2 separate regions of the Ovis aries genome follow, and region 1 is linked to region 2. A link is a contact called in public Hi-C data. All regions are on one chromosome and are shown on one strand. The core of a region is the stretch at or near the end of the contact, and the rest is flanking DNA. Distances in the headings are between cores, read along the strand shown.

What was found. Hi-C and Micro-C count contacts between places; a contact is called where the count stands out from the background.
Region 1: a Hi-C map of muscle shows a contact between it and region 2, with 4 times the contacts expected there. The contact joins the promoter of CRY1 here to the promoter of TMEM263 in region 2. A contact is called at or near these places in 3 of 16 Hi-C or Micro-C datasets (hypothalamus, liver and muscle).

What each region holds. Positions count from the first base shown.
Region 1 is chr3:175,964,099-175,969,625 of ARS-UI_Ramb_v3.0, reverse strand. CRY1 (cryptochrome circadian regulator 1) reads left to right here and starts at 2,573. Exons shown (of 12, transcript NM_001129735.1): 1 at 2,573-2,730. The coding sequence starts at 2,573.
Region 2 is chr3:175,834,474-175,840,112 of ARS-UI_Ramb_v3.0, reverse strand. TMEM263 (transmembrane protein 263) reads right to left here and starts at 2,307. Exons shown (of 3, transcript XM_004006701.5): 1 at 2,161-2,307.

The DNA.
Region 1 (5,527 bases), core at 1,324-3,823, 130 kb before region 2:
CCAGTCCATCCTAAACGAGATCAGTCCTGGGTGTTCTTTGGAAGGACTGATGCTAAAGCTGAAACTCCAGTCCTTTGGCCACCTCATGTGAAGAGTTGACTCATTGGAAAAGACTCTGATGCTGGGAGGGACTGGGGGCAGGAGGAGAAGGGGACGACCGAGGATGAGATGGCTGGATGGCATCACTGACTTGATGGACATGAGTTTGAGTAAGCTCTGGGAGTTGGTGATGGACAGGGAGGCCTGGTGTGCTGCGATTCATGGGGTCGCAAAGAGTCGGACACGATTGAGCGACTGAACTGACTGAACTGAAGTCCAATTTCCATAAGGCCTTCTCTCCTGAGTATGAGACTGCTGTCTGCACCCAAATTTCCCCTTTTATAAGGACACTAGTCATTGGATTTGGTCCCCGAATGACCTCATCTTAATTTCATCATCTGCAACGATCTTATTTCCAAGTCAGGTCAAATTCACAGGTACTAGGGGTTACATGACTTTTAGAGGTACACAACTTGGTTTGTAATAATTGCCATATCTTTCCTCCTTCTAGCCTTGTGAAACACACTGGTGACAAACAATTAATTCATTCACTCTTTCATTCAATAAACATTTGACTGTGTCGAAATATATTCCCTAGCTCAAAGGTGTTGTAGTGAGCGGCAGATTCTAAACAGCATTTACAGAGCGAAAAACAGCACATATAAAGGTTAGGAGACACATCGTGAACTTCAAGAGGGCTTTTCTCTTCCTCTCTCTGTGTACCTCCAGTACTTTAAATAGTGCCAGTTTCATTCAATAAGTGATTGTTGAATGAACTTAAAGTTATTGCATGCCTAAGGAACAGCGATTCCCTTGTAGTTCAGTCCCTAAATAACCTGCCTGCAATGCAAAAGACCCAGGTTCGATTCCTGCGTGGGAAAGATCCCCTGGAGAAGGAAACGGCAACCCACTCCTTGTCTGGAGAATCCCATGTACAGAGGAGCCTGGCAGGCTACAGTCCATGGGGTCGCAAAAGTTGGACACGACTTAGTGACTAAATCAAGGAACAGCAAGGCCTGAAGTTCATTGTCCTTAGAGGGGTAGGCAAAGTCCCATCGCAAAGAGCCCTGTAAACCGCACTAGGTGTAAGAAAGGAAGGCTGACATGTTGACAACACAGAGATACTATTAAGGAGTTCCAGGGATGCCTGGCACCACCCTCCGAATTAATCCTCTTCCCCAGAGCTCATACAAGGATCCAGTAACGCTAGGGGCACAAGAATGAGAAGGGAGCCAGCTCTATACACTCCAAAGTAGGGTTGGGTTCTCCAGCTAAAGCTGGATGGAAACACATGTTTTGGGCTCTAAGTCGATGTGGAGCCTCCTACTCTGCTCTTTCCACTCCATCCTGCCCTCACTCATTCCCCGCCGGATCCTCGTTCCGACTCCTGGAAGACACCGCGATGTCTCCACGCCTTCCGCGAACTCCGCGGGAGGAATCCCCTAGCGGGCTCCGGATCGCCGGCCCCGCCCTCCTTGACTCCGAAACGCAGCGAGAGCGCACGCGCGCCCTCACGGGCAGAGCGCGAGCTCTCTAGCTCCCCGCAGCCCCGTGCTCATCCGGGTCTCAGCGAGTCTCAGCCAATGGTGGACGTTCACAGCCCCCGAGGGCGGGGCTAAATTTTCCCTCACATGGGGCCTCGGCTCACTCTGGGCGCTTTCAGGCAACCGCGATTTGTTGGCCGAGAAAAGGGACAGAGGCAAAGTGTCTAGCGTCTGGGAGAGGACCGATGGATTTGACATGGAGCAGCTGCCGCCTCCTAGAAGCGACTGAAGTGCAAGCTGATACCCCAGTCGGAGCCGCTGTAGTAAACACACTTCAGAAACGTGAGGTGCCGGTGGTCACGTGAGGAGTGCGCCCTCCAATGAGGAGCCGAAGGCGGGGCTGAAGCCGCTGACGCGGCGGTGGCGGCGGAGTCACCCGGGCAGCCTCGGGACGGGTCACCGGCCGGCAGCGGTCCAGCGGCCTCGACCACCGCCTTGCGTGCTCTGTCCTCACTTCTCTTACCCGGGCCGAGAGGCAGCGTGGCCGACAGTGACTGAATTCTCTCTCATCCTTGTCGGTGGCTCGCCTCAGGCGGGGCCGTCTGCTCCTCGGGGGCCGCCTCGGTGGGCGAGGTTTCCGTGCAGAGAACCTCTTGGGGCTGCCCGCGCCCGCGCGGGCCGTGGTGGAGTCTCGGGCTTGTGGAACTTGGTCAGCCTCCAGAGGTCCGGGGACCTCGAAGTTATGCGTCTTTTCCAGTCTGTGGCGGCGGGTGCCGGCCCCTAAAGGGCGTCACACCGGGACTCCGCTGACTGGGCAACCTCCATTCATCTTCCAGCTGCGCCGCCAGCGCCCTCTCCCTCTTCAGTCCCTTCCTCGGACTCATCTTTTCCTTCCCCTCCTCTGCTTTCCTCACTCCTTGGGTGCGGCGATTCTCCTGCGTTCGGAGTTGTCGGTTATGAGCCGGACCCTCCCACCCTGAATTTCTCGGCGGAGGAGCTCGGCGGCGCCGCACCGCGGCACGCCCCCCCCCCCGCCCCCAGCCCCCGGGATGGGGGTGAACGCCGTGCACTGGTTCCGAAAGGGGCTCCGGCTTCACGACAACCCCGCCCTGAAGGAGTGCATCCAGGGCGCCGACACCATCCGCTGCGTCTACATCCTCGACCCCTGGTTCGCCGGCTCCTCCAACGTGGGGATCAACAGGTGGCGGTGAGTCAAAATCCTGTGGGAAATTGATTTCGCTGTTTAATGAATCAAGACTTTACATGCCATCAGCCAGACCTGAGAATTGAAATCTTGCACCGCCTTGCCCGTACTGTTTGAATTATTGCAGGTGCTTTAAGTATTAAATAGAACGGACTTAATAGCCTTGAGGCGAGAGAGTTCCGGCAGCCTGAAACACCTTGGCCTTCAGGTGTGAGTTACGTGTCTCTGCGCTCGTAGGAATTCTTCCCCTGGATTTATGGAGAATTCTTAGTGGTGGAGTTAAAGAAACACCCTTCCAGTTCTCAATGGCCCGTGTGTTGATTTCCTTGGCCTCTGTGGCATTTGGGGTTGCGGTCTTTAGTGTTTACGTTTGTGTGTTAACTCATAGTATGGAGAAAATCATTCATTCAGTAGAGTCCCCTCCAAATCTAGTTTTCTTCCACCTTGAGGTTGCCAGAGGAAAAGCAAGGGACATTTCTTTGCTCAGTTCTTCCTCTCAACTCCTCCTTGTGGTTGAATAGACAAAGCACAGTTTTTCTTTCTAGGCAAAGTATAATCCTTCCAGGATTTAGAGCACTGGAAGAAATCTTAGAGAAGCTTTATGATCTTTTCCTGACATGCCAGGCCAGATGATTATTAGGCCCCGTGGTGGAAATGAAAGCATTCTTTCAGCAGAGTATTGATCACCTGCTGTATACCAGGGCTTCCCTTGTGGCTCAGCTGGTAAAAAAAAAATCCCCCTGCAAAGCGGGAGACCTGGGTTCTATCCCTGGATTGGGAAGATCCCCTGGCAAGGGGAAAGGCTACGCACTCCAGTATAATGGCCCGGAGAAATCCATGGACTGTATAGTCTTTGGGGTCTCAAAGAGTCTGACACGACTGAGCGATTTCACTCACAATCACTTACAGCCACAGCTTTAAACACCAGGGATACAGTAGTGAATGAAACAAATAGAAATTCTTGTCCTTTTCTAGCACATGTCCCAGAAAGTATGTAGTAATGTAGTAGATGATAAATGATGTGCGGAAATACAGCTTTTATGTGTACAAGGGAGTGGGATTGGAATTGGGAGTTTAAAATATGGTGATAGGGAAAAACTCAGAGAAAGGGACAGTTGAGCAAGATGATGAAACAAGTAGATTACAGATATCTAGGGAAAAGCATTCCAGGGAGAAAGAACTAAGAAAAAGGGCCTGAGGTGGAATATGCTTAACCTTTGGAAGGAACAGCAGAAGAAGCCAATGTGACTGGAACAGAGTGAGAGGAATAGTAGTGTATGAGGTCAGAGATGTAATAGGGCCAGACTGAGTAGAGCTTTATAGGCAGTTGTCAAGATTTGGGCCTTTACTTAGATGAAAATAGGAATAATTCTAAGATTATGAGCAGAAAAGTGATGTGATTTGACTGAAGGTGTGTTTTTTTTTTTTTTAAACTTCTCTGGCCGTGGTTCTGAGAACAGACCCAAATTGTGGGGTGGAGGTGGACAAGAAGCAATAAGACAGGTTAGGAGTCAATTGCATTAATCCAGGTGAGATATGATAATAACTTGGACCATAGTGATTGTGGTGGACATAGGGAGAAGAAGTCAAGTGCTGAGTGTATTTTGAAGGCAGAATTCACAGTATTTATTGACAGATGTGGTGTGAGAGAAAAGGAATTAGGAATAATTTCAAAATTTGATTTGAGAATCTAGAAGGGTGGAACTGATCTTTACTAAGTGGTCAGTTGAAGAAGCCATTGAGAGGGTGCTTTGAGTTTTCTTTTGAACTTGGTTAGTATGAGATGTTTATTATGCATCCAAGTGGAGATAGCAGATAGATATGTCTAGAGTTAAGGTTAGAGATCCTGGCAGGAGGTATAAATTAGAGATTCATCACTTTATAGATAACATTTAAAACTATTAATCCATTCATATATTGACCAAATATATTGTATGGATCTACTATGTGCTAGACACTTTTAGGTGCAGGACATTAAACAGAATAGCTAAAATATCTCTGCAGTGTTGAAGATACATTCTAGTAGAGCTGTGAGACTATATGAAAACATTATGTGAATTTATACAGATAGAAAAGAACTGAGCCTGGGTACTTGAATGTATTTAAATTGTGGACGTGTGGAAGAAGTAGCATAGGAGTTTGAGAAAGAACATCTGGTAAGCTAAGAAAACCTGAAGATAATGGTGTCATAGAAGCCAAGGAAAAAAGGACAGTGGCTCAAAGAAAATGTTTGACCTTTGTCAGGTTGCTCGTCGTGTGAGATGAGGACTGAAAATTAAGAATCATATTTAGCATTTTGAGATCATAATCTTGATTAAAGTGGTTTCAGTAGTGTCAGGGGCAAAAGCCTTTTTGGACTGGCTTGAGAGAGGCTGAGAGGAGAGAAGGTGGGGATAACTCACATAGATAGCTCTTTTAAGTTTTCCATTGGGGGGGAATCAGAGAAATGGTGTAGAAGAAGGTGAACTCAAGAGAAGATTTTTTTTTTTTTAAAGATGAGAGAAATTACAGGATATTTGTGTGCTCATGAGAATAATACAGCAACTGTATATAAAACATTTTCATTAGCAGAATTGGTGTCATTGATTCTGGAAAAAGATAATGCATGTTATATATTCTAATCTATTCATATCTTAACAATAATATAGTAATAAGTCTCTCTTCATAATATTGTTAGGAGAATTAAATTAGTTAAAAGATGTGAAATGCTTAAAATGTGAGTGGTGCTACTACTGCTACTACTAAGTCATACTAGGAAGTGCTTATTTGCTGTTTGCTCTTAAATTGAAAGTCCTAGGTA
Region 2 (5,639 bases), core at 1,058-3,557:
ATGTGTCTAAGGCTCCACAGCCCTGTGTACTAAGGGAAGTTAAAGAGCACTAACAAACTGCATATGAAGCACAACTGCAAAATACAGTGCACGATGTTCACCTCCAAAGACACTGCACAAATTTCTTACTAAACAGTAAGTGCCAATTTCCCTATAAGAAAAAGACTGTAAATCAATTAGCTACATTATTCTACATATTTTAATATATGTAGAAACTCTGCCACGTTCTCACTCCTATGCTTTAGCTTCTTTGCCAAGTAACTACAAGGAGTTTAAAATATGTATTTATACAGAGCTTTAGCCCACATACACCAACAAACAGTGTATATTAAAACACCAGCTTACTGTTTTTAGGCTTCTCTAGTTAACTAGCTCTCCTCAACAGGCTCCTTTTAAAAATGGTCCCTGCCCATTAAATCAACAGCAAGTGAACTGCAGGAAATGCACTGAATGTGTCAGGAAAGAAAAAGAAATCTGCCAGTAAAACTTACACCTAGTGACAAGTAACAACTGACAGTATTGAAAGGGCAATTTTTGAGTGTTGCTCTTAAATGAAACATTAAGCAGAATTACAATAACCTATCAAACCACATAACCATCACACCAGTCATTTTCACTAAATTATACTTCATTAGTTCAACAGATATCTGTGTCCCTGCTATGTCAGACACTGCGTTAGACACTGAAGGTTTATTCTGAACAAGCATGTTAAAGCCCTCCTTTCAGGGTGTTTATGTATAATCCAGTAAGGTACCTTCAGGAAGTAGCATAACAAAAACAATTCAATGACTAAAACAAGAAAAAGGTAAAGATTTTCCTGGAGTTAAAAAGAACCACACACAAGATATAACAATGTTCTCCACATAATGGCATATTTTTCCTGCACTTGCTTTCTAGTGTACGTTATAACAAAGACTAAAAAAATGAAAGTGAAAAAAATAAAACAGGATGCATATAAGTTTATTAAAAGTTACTTCCTTCTTACTTTAAGAAAACAGACATGGGTACACACTCAGACATAATACCTGTTGATGTTATATCAATACTCCTCGGGAACTCTTTAGAGCACCCACACCAATTTTAAAGGTTAAACAACAAACAGCAAATAATCACAGACAGTAAATAAAGTGCTTTCATTTGGAATTAGCAGAAGTGTGCACAAGGGCAGAATAAATCAAATAAACTCTCCTCCTTCCCTGGGTGTTTCTAAACCTTTCCCAAAGGCCCCTTCCCCCTCCCCGCCATCCCCACCCCCCATCCCTCTGGGCACTAGCAAGTCCTTTTTTTTTTTTTCTTTAGCGGAGGGAGTGACGTGGCAGGAGAGGCAGAAAATGACCCTGAAGGAGCCCTGGCTGAGGCTGAGCTCAGCACCTCCTCCCTCTGCTCCACGTTGTACACCCAGCAAACCCCACTCCCACAGAGTTCCAGAATTTCTGTCTTCTAACATATAAGAGGCGATCTGCTTAGGAGAGGAACTGATCATAGGTGGGAGCTTGGGGATCAGTTTTGAGGTGCGTGTGCACAGCAGGCACGGTTTTTATGTAGACCCAGGAGGCACTGATGGCACTTATGGGTGCTTCAGCGGTCCCCAGTCACCCCCCGGGGCCGTCAGCACCTCCGCCCATCGCTTCACTTTCAAGCTCAGGTTAGGTGTGGGGGCAGAGCTACCTGGGAAGAGCACTGGGAATGTCCACTGGGGACCAAGTCTCGTGTGGATGAACCCAAGAGAACAGTTTATCAACAGGTTAAGAGTGAGCGGGGCGGGGAAGCACACAACCCCCTCTGCCGCATCCCTCTCTTCTCCCAGGCTGCTGACATCCTCCCACCCCCCATTTTTCCGGCCTGACACCCCAGGAGATAAGAAGTCAGGAGGAAGCGTCCAATAAGGGTCCCAATCTCAAACCACGGCGGGGGAGTCAGAAACGAGTAAAGGGGCGGGGAGGGGGGGTAACCCCGCCAGCTAACCTCCACCGCAACACGGTCCCGCCCCTCCCCCTTCCCCGTTCAGCAACCCCTCGCCACCACCACCACCAAAAAAGGCTCTCGGCAGCCAAGCCTGGGCAGGGAGGCAGGGAGGTGCAGAAAAGCTAACGGAAAAAGGCAACAGAGAGGAGGGCAGGAAGCCGGAACGGCGCCCCCTACCCTCCCTAACCGACTTACCGCTGGGTCGGGGACCGGCGCCGGGGCCGGGCGGAGGAGCGGGCAGCACCGAGGAAGGGCGAGGCGGCCTGAGCGGTGGGCACAGCCTCGGGCAGTCGCGGGCTCCGGAGACGCCTCCTCCGGCTGTGGAGCCAGAAGACACGGTTTGCGACGGCGGCCTCTGGCTGCGGACGTGGCGCCGACGCGACCCGCCCCCTCCACCGCCTGCTCAGCTCCCGCCTCCTCCTACGGCTCGCGCTCCAACGCGCACGCGCACCCGGGGCCCCTCCTGCGCCCACCGGGCACACGCCCACCCGTTTCTCGAACTACCCAGCCCTCCCAGCAGCCCCCAGCCGGTCGCCTCCCGACGTGCGCACGCGCGCCGCTCCTCAGCTTCAGGCCTACTCCCGCCCCTTCGCCCGCTGGGTGCAACCGCGAGAACCCCGGGCTGGTCTCCGCGCGCTTCCCCCTGGCCCGCCCCCTTCCCCGCTGCCGTCCAATCAGATCGGGCGAGGGGCGCGGAGCGCTAGCAACGCGTAGTCGGCTGCCCTGCGGCCCTACCGCCAATGCCTGCGGCCCTGCGAAGCTTCAGTTCCGCCACGGATAACGGTCGCTCTGAATTCCGAACCTTCGCTCTAGGGAATATGGGACGGTTGCCAGTTTCTCCAATCCCTCGCCTGGGGCCTCGACGTCCCCTTACCTGCTTTCCCTCAGGAGAGTGAATGAGCTGGGCCTGCTCTCAGCCTTTCACCCTTGGGGCTCCCTGTGAGCTCTATTTACTCTCCAGGTGACAGGGGTGACGACAGAGACGCTGCTCCTTTATTATTTTTTGTTGTTGAGAGACACTGCTCATTTATTATTGTCACTGTTTTTGTTATTTTTATTTGAAATCTCTGCCCCTAGAATTGATCATGGGAGAACTCGGCTTCGCCGCGGTCACCCACCACTTACCGCATTACCGAGGGCTCGCCAGAAGCTGGAAATTGACAGGAGAGAGTGGGTGTTCAGTAATGAAGAGAGAAAAGTGAGTGAAATCGTTCAGTCGTGTCCGACTCTTTGCGACCCCATGGACTGTAGTCTACCAGGCTCCTCCGTCCATGGGATTTTCCAGGCAAGAATACTGGAGTGGGTTGCCATTTCCTTCTCCATGAGGTCTTCCCAACCCAGGGACTGAACCCTGGTCTCCTGCGTTGTAGGCGGGCACTTTACCGGCTGAGCCACCAGGGACGTGAGTTGAAAATTAGAACACCCGGCTTCGCGCCCCTCTCTCGCCACCTGCAACCTGGCACGGCGCCCCTTGAGGTCTCCCGGCTCTGGTCCTGCTCGCTGTTCTGGAAGGTGTTGAGGGTAGCAGTGAGAGGACAGAGTCTGCACCTAAGCTCCTAGTGAGGTGAGGCGTCTCTGCGCTGCACAGTGAGGGTCGTGACATCCACCGCACAGGTGGTTATCAGGAGGAAAGGGTACCGAATTGGATAAACCTTATCTATTAACTTTTCCTTTCCTCTTTCCACACCTATGAAATAATGATGACAGTAAGTCCATCAGGGGTTTTTCGAGAGAGAAAAGAGATGGTGGATGTGAAAGGGGTTTATAAACTGAATTCCTGTCTAGGTATGAAATCTTTCAAAGTTTGGTTAGCAAGACAAAATACACTAATGTGTGTTTCAGTTCAGTTCAGTCACTCAGTCGCATACAACACTTTGCGACCCCATGGACTGCAGCATACCACGGTTCCCTGTCCATCACCAATTCCCGGAAGTTGCTCAAACTCCTGTCCTTTGAGTGGGTGATGCCATCCAACCATCTCATCCTCTGTCGTCCACTTCTCCTACCTTCAATCTTTCCCAGCATCAGGATATTTTCCAGTGAGTCAGTTCTTTGCATCAGGTGGCCCAAGTATTGGAGCTTCAGCTTCAGCATCAGTCCTTCCAATGAATATTCAGGACTGATTTCTTTTAGGATTGGCTGGTGTAATCTCCTCACAGTCCAAGCTCTGAAGAGTCTTCTCCAGCACCACAATTTGAAAGCATCAGTGTGTGTTTAAGAAATATCTAATAACCTCACAAAGTGTTTTTTGGATACAAAATAATCAGCTGGATCATCGAAAAAGCAAGAGAGTTCCAAAAAAAAAACATCTATTTCTGCTTTATTGACTATGCCAAAGCCTTTGACTATGTAGATCACAATAAACTGTGGAAAATTCTGAAAGAGATAGGAATACCAGACCACCTGACCTGCCTCTTGAGAAACCTGTATGCAGGTCAGGAAGCAAAAGTTAGAACTGGACGTGGAACAACACACTGGTTCCAAATAGGAAAAGGAGTACTTCAAGACTGTGTATTGTCACCCTGCTTATTTAACTTATATGCAGAATACATCATGAGAAACGCTGGGCTGGAGGAAGCACAAGCTGGAATCAAGATTGCCGGAAGAAATATCAATAACCTCAGATGTGCAGATGACACCACCTTTATGGCAGAAAGTGAAGAACTAAAGAGCCTCTTGATGAAAGTGAAAGAGGAGACTGAAAAAGTTGGCTTAAAGCTCAACATTCAGAAAATGAAGATCATGGCATCCAGTATCACTTCATGGCAAATAGATGGGAAAACAGTGAAAACAGTGGCTGACTTTATTTTTCTGGGCTCCACAATCACTGCAGACGGTGATTGCAGCCATGAAATTGAGATGCTTACTCCTTGGAAGGAAAGTTATGACCAACTTAGCATATTAAAAAGCAGAGACATTACTTTGGCAACAAAGGTCCATCTAGTCAAGACTATGGTTTTTCCCGTGGTCATGTATGGATGTGAGAGTTGGACTGTGAAGAAAGCTGAGTGCCGAAGAATTCATGCTTTTGAACCGTGGTGTTGGAGAAGACTCTTGAGAGTCCCTTGGACTGCAAGGAGATCCAACCACTCCATCCTAAAGGAGGTCAGTCCTGGTGTTCATTGGAAAGACTGATGTTGAAGCTGAAACTGCAATACTTTGGCCACCTGATTCGAAGAACTGACTCATTGGAAAAGACCCTGATGCTGGGAATGATTGAAGGCAGGAGGAGAAGGGGATGACAGAGGATGAGACAGTTGGATGGCATCACTGACTCAATGGACATGGGTTGGGTGGACTCTGGGAGTTGGTGATGGACAGGGAGGCCTGGCATGATGCAGTTCATGGGGTCGCAAAGAGTTGGACACAACTGAGCGACTGAACTGAACTGAATAACCTCACAAAGTATTTTTTCGAATACAAAATAATCAGGGTGGTGTGACTGAATGATAACTTGGACAAGGCCCAGAAAAGGACATGCTAAGATAGGAAAGCATCCTGGAAGAAACTACCTTTGAGCCATGTCTTAGAGTAGATCAAATATAATTTATGGTTTCAGCCTAATCATTGATGTGTTTTTTTTTTTTGAAAGCAGTGACTTAGATCCAGTTAGACCATTGTTGTGACACTATCAAGATATTTTAGTTTTCCAGATGTTGAAAGAGAAATGAGAT